Linked DNA regions of Sus scrofa: region 2 is linked to region 1. Evidence: chromatin contacts called from public HiChIP or PLAC-seq data. All regions are on one chromosome and are shown on one strand. The core of a region is the stretch at or near the end of the contact, and the rest is flanking DNA. Distances in the headings are between cores, read along the strand shown. Region 1 holds the start of GRTP1 (growth hormone-regulated TBC protein 1). Region 2 holds the start of ADPRHL1 (protein ADP-ribosylarginine hydrolase-like protein 1).

What was found. HiChIP or PLAC-seq counts read pairs in DNA pulled down with a chosen protein or histone mark.
Region 2: an H3K27ac HiChIP or PLAC-seq map of skeletal muscle shows a contact between it and region 1. The contact joins the promoter of ADPRHL1 here to the promoter of GRTP1 in region 1. A contact is called at or near these places in 2 of 47 Hi-C or Micro-C datasets (heart right ventricle and skeletal muscle) and 1 of 2 datasets of contacts at active chromatin or transcription factors (skeletal muscle).

What each region holds. Positions count from the first base shown.
Region 1 is chr11:78,634,416-78,641,506 of Sscrofa11.1, reverse strand. GRTP1 (growth hormone-regulated TBC protein 1) reads left to right here and starts at 4,005. Exons shown (of 9, transcript XM_021065974.1): 1 at 4,005-4,177; 2 at 4,367-4,383; 3 at 4,386-4,517. The coding sequence starts at 4,131.
Region 2 is chr11:78,674,612-78,681,702 of Sscrofa11.1, reverse strand. It overlaps ADPRHL1 (protein ADP-ribosylarginine hydrolase-like protein 1), which reads left to right and starts at 3,758. Exons shown (of 7, transcript XM_003357909.5): 1 at 3,758-4,096. The coding sequence starts at 3,883. All of the region lies in intron 7 of DCUN1D2 (DCN1-like protein 2), which reads left to right.

The sequences.
Region 1 (7,091 bases), core at 2,756-5,255:
GAGCTGCCTCAAACCCACCTCCTGGCGCCATATCGGCTCTCTGTCCACAGCCTCCCCACACCTGTCATTATGCTGACCGGCCGTCTCCTGTGGCTGTTCTTCTTCTGGGAAGAAAGACATGGCAGTGACTTCCTGCAGGGCACACGGGCCCCTGGAGGAGGAGGAGATGGGGTGGAGGGGTTCTGAGCAACTCTGGGCACCAGTGAAGCCCCTGGCTTCTCCCCAAGTCCTGAGCACAAGGTGACACGGCCCAGCCAGAGCCACCCACCCGAAGGGGAGCCTCCTGGACCCTGATCCTGCCTTCAATCCTGGGGAGGGCGGTTCCCCGAGGAGAGGCCCCCATGCAAGATGACCACACGGCCCGGGGTTCCTGGGACAGTCCCTGCCAGGCCTCAGGGACAAGGAAGAGGCAGGACGGATGGGACACATCTGGATGAAAGCGCCTTCAGAGCCCGGGGTCGTGCACCTGCTGTGGCAGCGCCCGGCTCCCTGTGGAGAAGTGGGCATCTTATGGGTCACTGGAGGCCTTGCGGTCCCCCCATGTGCATCTTTTTTATGTCCCTGGGTCCCCAGTCTCACACCCGTGACTCTGCACGCATCCCGGGGAGGGCAGGACACTCGGAAGAGCAAGCAGCCTCGTGAGGACACCTGAGCGCTGAGCGGCCATCCCCACAGCCCTGGCCCAGCCTGGGTCCCCAAGGTGGCCTGCTCTCCGAGGGATCTTTGCTGGCTGGGCTGGGTGGCGGGTCGGGGGCAAGCCGGGCCAATGATCAGCAGACACACAGCAAAGGGGGGGGGGCTTGTCTGTTGTCCTGGATAAACAGGGCACTGAGACCACCTGAGCCCCATGGCAGCGGCTTCTCTGCATGAGCTGATGTCCAGAAAATAGGGGCTCAGCAAGGTCAACAGTCCGTTTCCATGAACATGTGGAAGAGGCAGAGCAGCCGCCCTGACGCCCAGGCCCGTTAAGGCCCTCCTGGCCCCTGGCACCGCTGCATGCCTCTGCCTCTGTCTCTCCAGGCACTTTTCATCCACAGCGGTGGCTGTGGGGCTCCCCGCACCCCACATTGGGGCTGCGGACGGCAGCTCCCAGCCACCCCTGGGACCGACGCCTCCAGGGGCCCCGGAGAGCACTCCTGGTCAGGCTGGAGCAGCGCTGCTCCAAGTCCAACCCTCCAGCGCCCCCGGCCGGTCCACCTGTGGCCGTGATGACCTGCAGGTTTGGATGTCGTCACCATGGTCCTCCCACGGTGCCTGATGATGTCGCCTGGACGGTCTGTTAGCCTGGGCGGGGCGGGTGCCCCGGAGCCGCAGTGTTCTGACAGCGCATCCCACTCCCAAGGGCAGCAGCTCCTACATCGAGAACGGGGAGTTCCCGCAGGGAGAGGGTGGCCGACAGCCACCGCACAGCGGCCTGGGGCGGCCCTCAGTGCAGCCTCCCAGAGGAGCGGGCCCTGGGTGTGGAGTCCTCACACAGCTTGACCGCAGGCTCGGGGACACCAGAGCCAGCTGCCCCAGCGAGGGCCACACTGGCTCTGGGGGTCAGGCACAGTTTGCTCCCTTCCTCCACGTGGGTCTCCCGTCGGGGACCATCGCTGGCTTTGTGGGCGGGGCATCTGGCTGGAGCAGGTGCCCTGGCATCTGGAGGTGGACAGAGGGTCACCGAAGACACAGGGGTCTGGCCGCCTCTGGCTCTTGAGCGGGGAGCTCGGGCAGGGGTTGGGGGCAGGGCGGCAGCTCTGAAACCGCCTTCTGGCTCCTGACCACCTCCCTTGGCTTGGCCTCTGTCTCTGCCTCCACTCTCCCTGGAGGGCGGCCCAACCTTACCTAACGCTCTCCCCCAGTCCATCTGGCCCCCACTACCCTGGGGGCACTGCCATCACGCTCAAGTCCAAGTGCACACGTCCGCGGTCTGTGCTCTGTCAGGGCATCGCAGCCACAGGACCAGGACCGGGACCGGGGGGCTGTGAGGACGTGGCGGGGCAGAGCGGCTGGAATCTGCCTGGAAAGGGCAGGAGTGAGCGGCCATGAGGGAGCAAGAAGCGTCTGCCAGGCCCGCCAGGCTGGTGGCAGTTGCGGCCAACAGGGCTGCAAGCTGGGGCACAAAAGAAGGGGGGCAGCCGTGCTGGACATGCTCTTGGGGATGGGGACAGGGAGGGGAAACGTGGTTCGGGCCCAAAGAAAGATCAGAACGGGACAGAGATCAGGGAGTCATTTGCTTCCATTGGCAGCAGCCCTGTTGAGCGGCCGAGGAGCCGCAAGGAAAGGAGAAGGAAGAACGGGGTGGGGGGGGGCACGTGCCTGTGGCTGTCAGAGCAGCACAGGTGGAGGCAGCGCGCGCCCGGGAGGCCTGAGCCGGTCGAAGGGCGAGTGGACTGTGGACTGGGGTCTGCTGATGGACGCGCCTGGTGGGGAGGCCAAGGAGGTGGCCCAGAGCAGGGTCTCTGAAAAGGACACTGAGTCTCAAAAGCAAAATGCTGTGACCTGAGCTGAAGGCTGGGAGGTTTTCCCAGAGCAACAGGGGGCATCTGGGGTCGTGCTCAGCAGACCACCAATTCCGTAGAGTCTCCCGCGGAAACGGACAGACACAGGGCCGGACGTGCCCAAACGACCTCCAGGCTCCTTGCTCAGTCCTGAGATGGAACGTTCCTGAAAAACCCATGTCAGGAGCAGGCTGTTCACGACAGCCCAGGTGGCCTTGCGGCGGACACTGGCAGAACCGTCTCCACCACACCTGCCATAGGTGTGTGTTGCAAGAGAGCACGTCTGGAGTTCGAGAAAGGCATCTTCCCCAAAGGGCCTGGCCCTGGGGGCTGGGCTTCCTGCACAGGGACGGTGTCCTTCCGCTTTGCCTGGTTTGCTGACTGTCCTGAATCCGTTTTCTAGAAAGGACCCTTGGGAGGTGGAAGGCTGAGGCCACAAAAGCACCTCCTATCTTCAAGAACCTTAACTTCTCAGGCAGTTTGGGCAATTTCTCCACGGCCTCCTAAATATGGCAAGCAGTTGGTGTGTGGTCTTCATGCCACGATATCGAAATGTCCAGACAGGGTGATGATGACCGACCAGGAGAAGCCACCGTTCAAAGCCAGGCCGCCCTGCAGTACCCAAGGAGACGGTGGACACGCCCTCAGAGCAAAAGGCATTTCTGTTCCTTCGGAGGCAGCCAGAGTCGCCTCGTGCTCCCGAACAAAAGTGGGAAGAGGTGGCGGAGGAGGAAGCCCCCGCTTCTGCCTTCTTTGGGGAGCAGCAGACGTCTGGGGTGTTAACCCCAAGTCACTCCAGCTGGCAGCCCTGCAGGGCGCGCCACGGTCTACCTGCGGGCTGGGGCCGCCACATCCAGCAGCACTTTGGCAGCCCCGGCTCCAAGGCCTGGCCCCTGGTTGGAGGCTGGAAGAAGGCACGGGGTGGGGGGGTGGGGGACCGGACCCCTCCCGCCAGAGTCAGATGTCCCCGGGGAGGGGCTGCGGGGATTAGGAATGAAGAGAAGGCTGAAGGAGAGAGAGCAAGGGAAAAAATCTTTTTCTGCCCAATGAATATTAAAACAGCGGTCACGGGTCAGAACTCTGGCCTTTGGACCTGCGCGGTTCTGAGGTTCAAAAGGCTGTCGCAAGAATCCACAGCAAATTCATCGCCAACCTTTGCTCCAGGCCCGGAGGCCCCGGGAGGCCCTTGGGTGGGGCGCAGGGGTGGTCCCCGCCGCACCTGCTCAGCCAGCTTTGCCAGGCTGAGCTCCATTCCCGCCCCCGGGCCCCCCATCCCCCATCCCACCGGCCTCCTCCCTCCTGCCTGCGGACCGGGCGGCCTGCAGGGCTGCGGCCCCTCCCAGGCTCCCGGCTCCAACAGTCCCGGTCGCCGCCCTGCGCAGGGGCGGCAGGAGCAGGTGCAGCCTCCGCTCTCCCCCTCCCCCCCCGCCCCTCCGCTCCCTCGCCAGCCCCGCCCCGCCCCGCCCTCCCCTCCTCTCCCATTCCCACCCCTCCCTCCCCATTCCCCTCCCCTCCCCTCGCCCCAGTCCCGCCTCCCGGCGCCCGCGGCCCGGCGGAAGGACGCGAGCCGCCGGGAGTCCCGGGAGTCCCGGGAGGTGGACTTGGCACCGCGGGCCCGCGCCCCGGCGCCCCTGCCGCCCTCCCCGCATGGAGACCGCGGGGCGCGCGCAGGCGGCGCGGGACCGCGTCCCCAGGTAGGCGCGCGGGCGCGGGTGCGGATCCGGTGCGGTGGTGCCCGCGCCTGCGCGCCCCTGGGCTGCGTGCGCGCCCGCGCTCGGCCCGTCGCCCCCTCCTGCGCCCCCGACGCGGGCCCGCAGCTCCGCACGGCAGGTCCCCGTCCCAAGTGCGCGCGGAGCTTTACTCCGGGCCTCCTTGTGCCGTAGGGTTGATCCGTACGGGTTTGAAGGCCTGAAGACTTTGATTATGCAGCTTATGAAGAGTTTTTCTCCGCCTACCTGGTGATACTCACCAGAAGAGCCATAAAATGGTCCAAACTTCTCAAGGGAGGCGGTGGTGTCCAGAAGAGTATGACGGGTGAGTTCGGAGCCTGAGCGCCCCCCCACTCCCCGGAGCTCAAGTCACAGCCGAGGGTGCCCCCGGGGGTCGGGGTTCCTGGGGGAGGCGGCCGGGAAGCCCTTTGACGCAGGAGTTGCGGGCTCACAGCTGAGGCCGATGCGCCTGTGCAGGAAGCGAGGGCTTCCTATCTTCCCTTCGAGATGGATGGCGACCATGGCCTTCTTTCCAGAAGAAACCTGATTTCCCGCTCCTCAGGATGAGCGTGGCCGCGGCTCTGCGCTTGCACACCTCTGGACTGAGCGCCCCGCCCGCTCCGAGTGAGAGGCGGGTCCTTAGTGGACCCGCACCTCTTCCTCCGCCCACGGTGCCGGCTCCCGGCCTCATGCCTCCTGAAGCCCTCGGGCCCTCTCGTCACACCTCACAGGCCCGCACTTCTGCCTTCTTGCCTGTCTCCTGCTCCTGTCTATGCAGCCTTTCGCTTACTTATTTTATCCTTGGTTCCTGCCTGCCTGCGGGATTGGGAGCGATCGCTGCAGTGTTTGTTGAATGAATGAACGCACGAAGGGGTTGCCCGCACTGTTGCCCATGCTGCCTAGACAGAGGCCAGACTAGGGGCACCTGCCCGGCAGGTGGTGAGGGCAGACGTGTGCCCAGGAGGTCAGGGGGCTCAAGCAGAGGGGCAGAGGGCGGAGGGGGCTTCCGCACATGACGACCCACGAGGGACTGAGCTGTGTGAGGGAGCAGGAGAGTGTTGGGAGGAGGTCTGGCGCGGAGCTGAGGCCCTGCCCGGGCACAGGTGGGCAGACGGCCGGCCCGCGACCAGGCAGAGAGCAGTCAGTTTTTAAGCAAGGGGGCGACAGGTCAGTTTTTGCTTTTAAAGAGGTTGGTGGATAGATCCCAGAGGGCCGGCCTCAGCCGCAGGCCGTGTCTGGGAAATACCGGAGGGACTGGTGTGGGCAGGTTCGCCCCGGCCTCTCCCTCTGCCAGGGCTGTGACTGCCAGGAGAGCTTAGTAAAACACCCGTAAGGGAACGCTTCCTAAGTCAGCCTGCGGGGACCTCAGAGGTGGGACGTCCTGGCGTCCAGAGCCCAAAGCCGAGGTCCTGGTGAAGGTGGCGTCCCCAGCGCTGCTCCTTCATGTTAACCTGTTCCCTGCGGCGCCTCTGCCTTCGTATTGCCCTGTGTGATCTGATTTTAAACGTTTCCTACTGGTGTGTAAAAACAAACACAATTTTTGCACATGATGAAACATCTTAGTTGCGCAAAGACGTGGCATGTCGTTGCGTTTCCCTCCTGCGCAGGCCCCGGTCCCATGAGCCGACCCCCAGTGCCTGTCCCATGTCCCCTCCCAAGAACGGGGTGCCCTTGGGTGCAGTTGCGTTAATGCAGGAGAAGCCCCGTGTCCACGTGGACCCAGAGGTCAGGGCGTGCATGCAGGGAGTCACGGGCCCGCGCACTTTTGTTTTTGCGGAAAACACGGGGCCTGCTCCTTCCCCTTTGGTTTTGTCGTGAGTCTGTCCTGTCGTTGGTGGGCCCACCAGTTTACCTCAGGCCTTGTGTCTGCTGTCCAGCGTCGGGGTCCCCCCAGGTGGGCCGAGAATAACAGCAGTCCGGATCCGGAACCCTTCCCAATCTTCATTGTTTTTTGCGTGCGGAGGTTCCCAGGCCCGGGACTGGACCCGCCCCGCAGCCGCGGCAACGCGGGGCGGGTCCCCCATCTTCCCTCTTGTCGGGCTCCTTTGGAGAGGTTTTGCTGTTGCTTTTCTGGAGCGCCTGTCTCTGTCTGCTCTTTCTGAAAATTTAACTGGGTTTTATGGACGTCGTCATCACTGCTTTTGTGCTTTCATTTTTTTGCTTATGTAACATTTGTTCGGCTGTGTAGTTATGGCAACGAGTATGGTTGGCATGACAGGTTTAGGAACAAATACATTTGATTCCTAGTGAGCCCTTGGCCTGGAGATGGGATTCAGTGTCGAGGTGAACGGGAGAGCGTGGTGGCCTGACGTTCTTCCAGGAAATGGGGACACGGATTCATCTGGCCAGAGGGTGTGGGCCTCCCCAGTTCCGTGGTCCAGGCTGTCGAGCGGGAGCTTAGCGTGGTTTCCGGGTGTGACGGCCAGAGAGCCTGTGGCACCCATGGCGCCTGAGAGAGGCAGTAACAGGAGTGGACGTGCTATCCTGGAAATGGGAGTCCAACTTTTCCCTGCCGGACTTTGGAGGCTGACTGTAGCGTGGTCGGGTGTGTGGTTGTAAGTGTCACTGGGTGCGTGACACCCCAGGGAAGAGGGCACGGTTGGGGTGGAGGACCCCTGTGTGGGTAGGTGCGACAGGCCTAGTCTGGAAGCCTGGCCTTGACCCCAGCCGGTGCACCTGTGCGACCCGGGGTCCTGTTCCTCGGCCGGTCTTGCCCTGTGGCCCTACTGCGTTCCGCCTCTTTTTGCGAGGACTTCCGTCCGTGCCACTATCTTCCTGTGTCCAGGGGTCCGTCACCTACAGATCAGGAGTTCAGAGCCCCCGCCGGTGGTCGGGACGCTGCTGTGCACGCCAACGAGGCTCTCCTCCTCCCTCCTCTGTGGACGTGCCGGGCCCGGAG
Region 2 (7,091 bases), core at 2,509-5,008, 40 kb before region 1:
GTATTTTTTGAATCGTCAGACGTCTGTGTTTCTTGGCGGTTTTTGTTTTCCCCAGCTGTCCCTCTGGTTGTGTTGCTGCGTGCACGGCCCGGCCAGGGCACGCATGACATCTGCAAGCCTCAGCCTAAGCTGTCCGCGCGTCCCTTTACCCTGATAACGTCCGTTGACCTTCCTAGGGAGCTTCATAAAGTGTGCTCTTTTAAGAATATGTTTCATTGCCCCTAAAAAGAAGTTTTTCCATGAAAAAATGTCATCTGTGGTGGCAGATTATAAAAGTCAAGGGTTGGCTCCTTTCAACCACCTGTGAGGTGAGAGACGTCCACCCCCCGCCCTTCGTAAGCTCGTGCCCACCTGGAACCAGGGCAAACACACACTGTTGTTCCAGGGCCGTCTCACATGCAGGGGAGGTATCTCTGCGCCACGCAGCCCCTGGTCCCCTGGTGCTGCCCAGGCAGGCGGCCCAGTGGCACCTGCCCTTCTTTCAGGAAAGCTCTTTGCAGCCCTGCCTCGTCATTCTTGGGACGGTCTGCACAGCGCACGCGTGCCTGCTGCCCGGGGGCAGATCAGCGGGGTTATCTCACAGTCCCTGAGATGTCCCGCACACAGAGAGTGGGCCCAGAGGGGCTGTGGCTCACTCTGCTTCGGGACACAGCCACGGACCACGTGAGGGTGGCGTGGGCCCAGTGCGGGCCAGCTGTTTGTACCCGAGCACAGGCGTCTTGAAAGGGGCTTGAGGCCTGGAGACCCGGTCTGGGCGGGACCAGCCCCTCACGAGGTGCAGGCCTGGGGCTCTCATAAGCTTTCCTGGCCTCCCGGTAAGTGTGTGGTCCTAAGAGCACAGGTTGTATCTAAAAGAGCTGGCTTGAATAAAAACCTCAACAAAGGAGTTCCCATCGTGGCGCAGTGGTTGACGAATCCAACTAGGAACCATGAGGTTGCGGGTTCGGTCCCTGCCCTTGCTCAGTGGGTTAACGATCCAGCGTTGCCGTGAGCTGTGGTGTAGGTTGCAGACGCGGCTCGGATCTCGCGTTGCTGTGGCTCTGGCGTAGGCTGGTGGCTACAGCTCCGATTGGACCTAGCCTGGGAACCTCCATATGCCGCGGGAGCGGCCCAAGAAATATCAAAAAGACAAAACAAAACAAAACAAAAAAACCTCAACAAAAACCCTTTGAGGCTCATGGATTCTGCCATGTAAGTGTTCTGTTCAGAGAAGTTTCTAGAACTCGATAGTCCTGCACAAATCACGGAGGTCTGCGACTTGTATTCTTGGAATTTGAAGTTATGGGGGGACGGTGTTTTAGGGAGTTGTACATTGGTAATTGGACAGAGGTTCTTCCCAAAGTTAGGGGTTTCCTCTTTGTCCAGTGTGAACTCAGGCCCCGTTGTCACAGGGCTGAGAACTCCGGGGACACTGAGGCTTCCTCTCGGTGTCCTGGTGCCTCGCATTCTCTCCCTGGCTGCTCAGACCCCTGCCCCGGACCTCAGAGCCTCGTCCCACGTCAGGGGAGCAGCCACCACACGGGGACTCACCCACCGCGGCCAGCCCACCGCCCCGGCCCAGGCCGTGACCCCGAAGGCACAGCGGGAGTCATGCACCTACCTTTTCAGGTGTCACACTGTCTGCTCCGAGTGGCGGCTTCCTTGAGATGGTGTTTGGTAGCGAACTGGGTGCTCGGAACGTGAGCTGTAAGACCCTGGAGGTTCATGGGTTAACCGCTCGTGACCAGTTAACAAGTACGTGCCCCCGTGCCGTCTCAGTGCCTGCCGAGACTTTCTGGACGGGACGGCGTCCCCTCCTTCTGTGTGGGTGACATAACACACGTGGCTGTGTTGCTTTAACTTAACGGAATGATGCGGCCGTCTCGGCTTCCGGCTCCACGGGGGCGGCTGCATCCCCATCCCTGGTGCGCTGCCAGGGCCCGGGTGCCGGGTGAGCGTGGGTGAGCTCGCCTGCCGCCGCCATAGGCCAGGTGGTGCAGTTGCTCCTGGCATCTTCAGTAGCGGTCTCTGCTGCCTCCGTTTTAGCAAAAGAGACCGGCGTGGGCCGTCCCTCTGCTCTCAGCCAGAGCCCTTCCACCTGCGGGGCGGGGTCTGAGGGGCTGTCCCGCGGGAGAGCCTGCGTCCCTCGCACCCAGGACCTGCTGTTCTTCAGAATCTCTCAGAATGGTGCTGGCTGGAACCCTTTTCCAGAACCACATTTTGAACAGGTGCTACCTATTCATTTAAGTGCATCTCAGTATGTTGTTATTGAACAAAACTTTTTTTTTTTTTTTTTTGGCTGCACCTGCAGCATGTAGAAATTCCCAAGCCAGGGATGGAATTCATGCCACAGCAGTGGCCTGGGCCGCTGCAGTCACAACGCCAGATCCTTAAACCCACTGAGCCACAAATGAATGGCAAGAATATTTTTTTTTTTTTAGTTTTTAATTTTTTCAATTAAAGTATAGTTGATTTAGGAGCTCCTGTTGTGGCTCAGCAGGTTAAGAACCTGACAATGTCTGTGAGGATACAGGTTCGATCCCTGGTCTTGATCAGAGGGTTAAGGATCCGACGTGGCTGCGGCATAGGCTGGCAGCTGCAGCTCTGATTCGACCCCTAGCCTGAGAACTTCCATGTGCCTGGGTGCAGCTGTAAAAATAAAACTAAATAAATAAATAAAGTTGGTTTACAGTGTTGTGTCAATTTCTGCCGTACAGCAAAGTGACCCGGTCATATGTGTATATACACTTTTTCAAATATACCTTCTATCAGGAATCTTTATTTTTATCGGATATGTTCTTTTTTTTTTATTTTCCACAGGCACCTGTGGCATATGGAAGTCCAGGCTCGGGGTGGAATTGGAGCTGTAGCTGCCAGCCTACACCACAGCCACAGCAATGCCTGATGCTTAACCCACTGAGTGAGGCCAGGGATCAAACCTGCATCCTCACAGACTCTGTGTTGCGTCCTCAACCTGCAGGACAACAGTGGGGACTCCCGGGAGTCTTCTTACATCTGGGTGTGACACTTTCCACTTGGTCTGACCTGCGACCAGGCCCCGGGGGACAAGGGGCCTGGGGACAGAGAAGGACAGCTCTCCCAATGCCTGGTTTCCAGTCAAGACCCCTGGTTTACACACAGCCCCAGCCTCAGGGCTCGGGTGACGGTTCTTTCTGTGAACCTCGGGCCTTTGAAGGTGTGACGGTCCAGGGTGGCCGGTTGTGAGGCCCAGGGCTCTGCACTCGGCTCGCACACACACCCCAAGGGCCTGTTCTCTGCGCAGCCTCTGTCGGACGCGGAGCTGGGAGACACGCGTGGTCATCGTGCTGCAGCTCAGTGTGCTTTTTGCCTTTATAACATTTTATAATCAGCAGGTTTCCTGGGAATGAATCCGTGCATGTAGTAGATGAGTCAGCCGGGCGCCCATCCAGGAGCAGGCACAGAGGCGCGGAGCGCACCGCGTGTAATTGCAATTCCAGGACAGGCGAGGCCACGGAGACAGGAAACAGATGCATGGTCTCGGGGGAGGGGGCACAGGGAGCCGGGGCGGGTCCTCGCAGGCACAGTGACACACTGGACGCAGGGCCTTCGTTGACTAGACTTAAAGCCCCGGGAGTGTGCCCTCTGATCGAGAGCACTGCACACACGCCCCACTTCAAGTCGGGCTTGGCGCCCACAGCCGGGGGCCCCTCCTGTAGGGCGCAGACGCCGGCCACGTGGCTCCCGCAGGCCTGTGAGCTGCAGGTCCAGATGGCTTTCTCATTGGTGCCACCTGCAGAGACAGAAAAGGAGTGCCTGGCATTTGGGGAGGTTCCTGACGGCGACGCGATGACCAGAGCAGAGGCCGGCCGGGCGGACTCAAGGCGAGGCCACAGAGGCTGAGCAGAGCAGCCGCCCGCCGAGATGGAGAAGTTTCGGGCAGCGATGCTGCTGGGCGCCGTGGGGGACGCCCTTGGCTACAGAAATGCCTTCATGGAGAACAGCGCCTCGGGCCCCAGGGTCCAGGAGGAGCTGCAGAAAGTGGGGGGGCTGGACCACCTGGTGCTGGCCCCCGAGAAGTGGCCAGTGAGCGACAACACCATCATGCACATGGCGACGGCCGAGGCCCTGGTCACAGGTGAGGCGCAACCTCGCTCTGGGCACGGCAGGCAGCAGGGCTTCCGCGGTGAGCACGAGCCAGGCGTGGGGTCGCTGCTGGGCTGCAACATCGCCCTGTAACCCACTAGGGTCCCCAACGAATGGGACATGCCCTCTCGGCCTCTCCGGTGACGCGGGCACTTCACTCTGTGCGCCTGCAGATTCGGTTTCCTAAACTGGAACTTCATTGGTTTGTAGGCGTTCACTCTGCCGAGCCTGTGTCCAGAGTTAAAACCAATCTGATCGCTCCCTGGGGGCCGTTTGGGATGAGGGCCTCCGATTTCACTGCAGATGGGAAGGCTGCTTCTGAATTTGCTTCAAAAGTATGTAAAATAATAAGCCCGTTTGAAACTCGGACGCGTTAACGTGCTACTGTCTGGGAATGACGTCTCCGTTCCGGGGAATTATGGTGAAAATGCCGTTGACCAAGTACGACCGCGGTCACTACGGTTTCTTAGCTGTCCTAAGAAAACGCTGTAGAGTTGGTGGGATCTGGGGGAGACAGCGCTTCTTGAACATTCTTTAAGTAGCAGGTTGACTTTAGGAAGAAGTTTTCCGTGAATTTCAGAGAAACAGCGGGTGTGTGATGGGAGGCCCACTTCTCCCCCAGTATCTGCTCTTTAAAAACCCGTGAGGGCTGTCGGCGTGCCATTGCAAAATTAGAACCTGAGCAGCCCTGGAGTCGGAGGAATTGACATTTCCCTGTGCCCCTGTCATCATCCGAGCTGGGAGCTGGTTTAGCTCTGCTGTCACTGCACAGGAACGCGACAGCGGGGGCAGAGCTCAGGCGCCACAGATAAGACAGCGTCACAGCAAACAGGCCTGACAGTCCTCCTTCTGAGTCTCACAGCTGCAAAGTGTGGATGGTGCCCGTGTGTGGGTTGCCGGGCAGATTCCTGGGTCCTGCTGCGCCCACATCTGTGCGGTGACCCCAGGGTAGCAGCTGGCCTGTCTGCGGTGGGAATGTGCCAGTTAGATCAGGCTGCGTCCTCTTGGCAGGAGTTGGGCGGAGTCCGCCCCACATGCAGGGTGTGAATTCTGAGGATGGCGGCTCAGCTGTCACACCGCCTCAGGCCTGCCAGTCACCTGGGCGCCCGTGAGGGTGTCTTCCGATGCTCTACAAGCGTGCGGGTTTTCAGCACACTCAAAATCCAAGTTGGCGTTCATTTACGATTAGTTTTCAAACAGCCCAGAGTTTTTCTTTTCTTTCTTTCCTTTTTTTTTTTTGCTTTTTAGGGCTGCACCCACAGCGTATGCAGGTTCCCAGGCTAGGGGTTGAATTGGAACTACAGCTCCGGCCATAGCCACAGCCACGCCAGATCCTTAACCCACTGAGTGAGGCCAGGGACAGAACCTGCATCCTCATGGATGCTAGTCAGATTCTTAACTAGCTGAGCCACAGCAGGAACGCCAACCTTTTTCTTTGATAGCAAATGAGCCTGTGGAAGGGGCTCTGAGCCACGTTAACAGTGATGCAGCAGACTCTGACATGGCACCGACAGTGGCCCGGGACAGTTCTAACTTCAGGCGTGGGCATCTGGTCCTCGCCCTCCCTACAAGTCGGCTCTATTGTGGCGGATTAGAGATAAAGGAACAGCGCACAGAGAGGCTGAGTTACTTGGCCAGCGCCACACAGCTGAGTGTGCTAGAGCAGGACTGGCACCGGGACAGCCTCTGGCACCTGCACTGAAGTACCATCCCACCCCGTGGGGCTAGTGGACGCGAAATATTTCAGGGGCCCTATGGACAGCACTTCACACGATTTCCAGAGACAGGCAGACTCCCCGTGGCGCTAGTTAGTACGTTGAGCCAACACTCTACGGGGCTGTGGGGGGCGGGTGCCCCTGCACCTCGGGGTGTCTCTGAAACAGGCATTGCGGACCAGAAGCAGATGCTGACCTGGGCCGTGGGGTCCAGTACCCCACAAGGTGGGCGCGTGACCAGAATACACACATCCAATCCACAGAAGGCTCCTGTGTGCCTGCCCCTGTGTCCGCCACCGGCGGCTGAGAGGGGAGCCCCCACTTCCCAGCTTCACTCCAGGAGCGGCACCCCCTGAGCCTCTGAGGCTGGCTCGGGGCAGCTGTCTGTCTGTCCAAACTGTTGTGTGCATCTGACAGTGAGCAGTGTCTGCCACCGTGGTCAAGCAGAGTGGCCACGTCGCCACTGCGACGGGGGGGGGGGGCACTGGGGGCAGCCAGCAAGTGCCTCTGGCGGCAGGAGACAGGCCTGTCCCAGGGACAAGCAGGCCAGCTCTCCAGACAGTGACATTTGCAAGGTAATGCTTTTATTGTAGTGACCGGACACTGCTATTGTGCCTTCCTTACGATGCCGGTGGCTGGGAGACTCACAGGCGGTTTCGTAAGTGGATTTGTTGGGCAGTGGAGACAGAGGAAAGCAGGTGGCGTGGCCTTGTCACCAAGTAGGGAAGCTTACAGAGCAGGGGGGGGGCGCAGGTGCAAAGCTCTGAGTTCTGAAGACTCAAACCTGAAACCAACAGGAGTTTTGTTGCTTTTAAGAAGCTTTTTCCCCTTCAAAAAGGAAGTTTTCCCAGAACAAAATGACTCGTCGTAGGGCTCTGGAAGGGCCAGGCCTATTCACTTGGGACCGAGATGGTGACAAGAAACAGCCTGGACATGCCTCCCGGCCAGCGTCCCTCAGTGTCACCCGGGGAGGGCCACCCTCCACAAGACCAGCAGACTCACTGCCCCCAACCCAGGTCTCACCACACCCCCTCCCCAACTCCCCTCGGAGGCAACGCCATGTGTGCCCAGCGACAGAGCAGTGACCAGGCCATGTGGGGACCTCCCCTGCTGAGAGGTGGGGGATGGACAGAAGGTCAGGTGGACAGGGGCCGGCGGCCGCTCTTCCCCCGGTCTGCCCGGCACTCAGAGCTCTGCTTGGCAGGCTGCTTTCCGCCGTCCGCTCTGTGCTGGGGCCCTGCTGGGAGGCAGCTTGGTTTTCAGTTGCCTTGG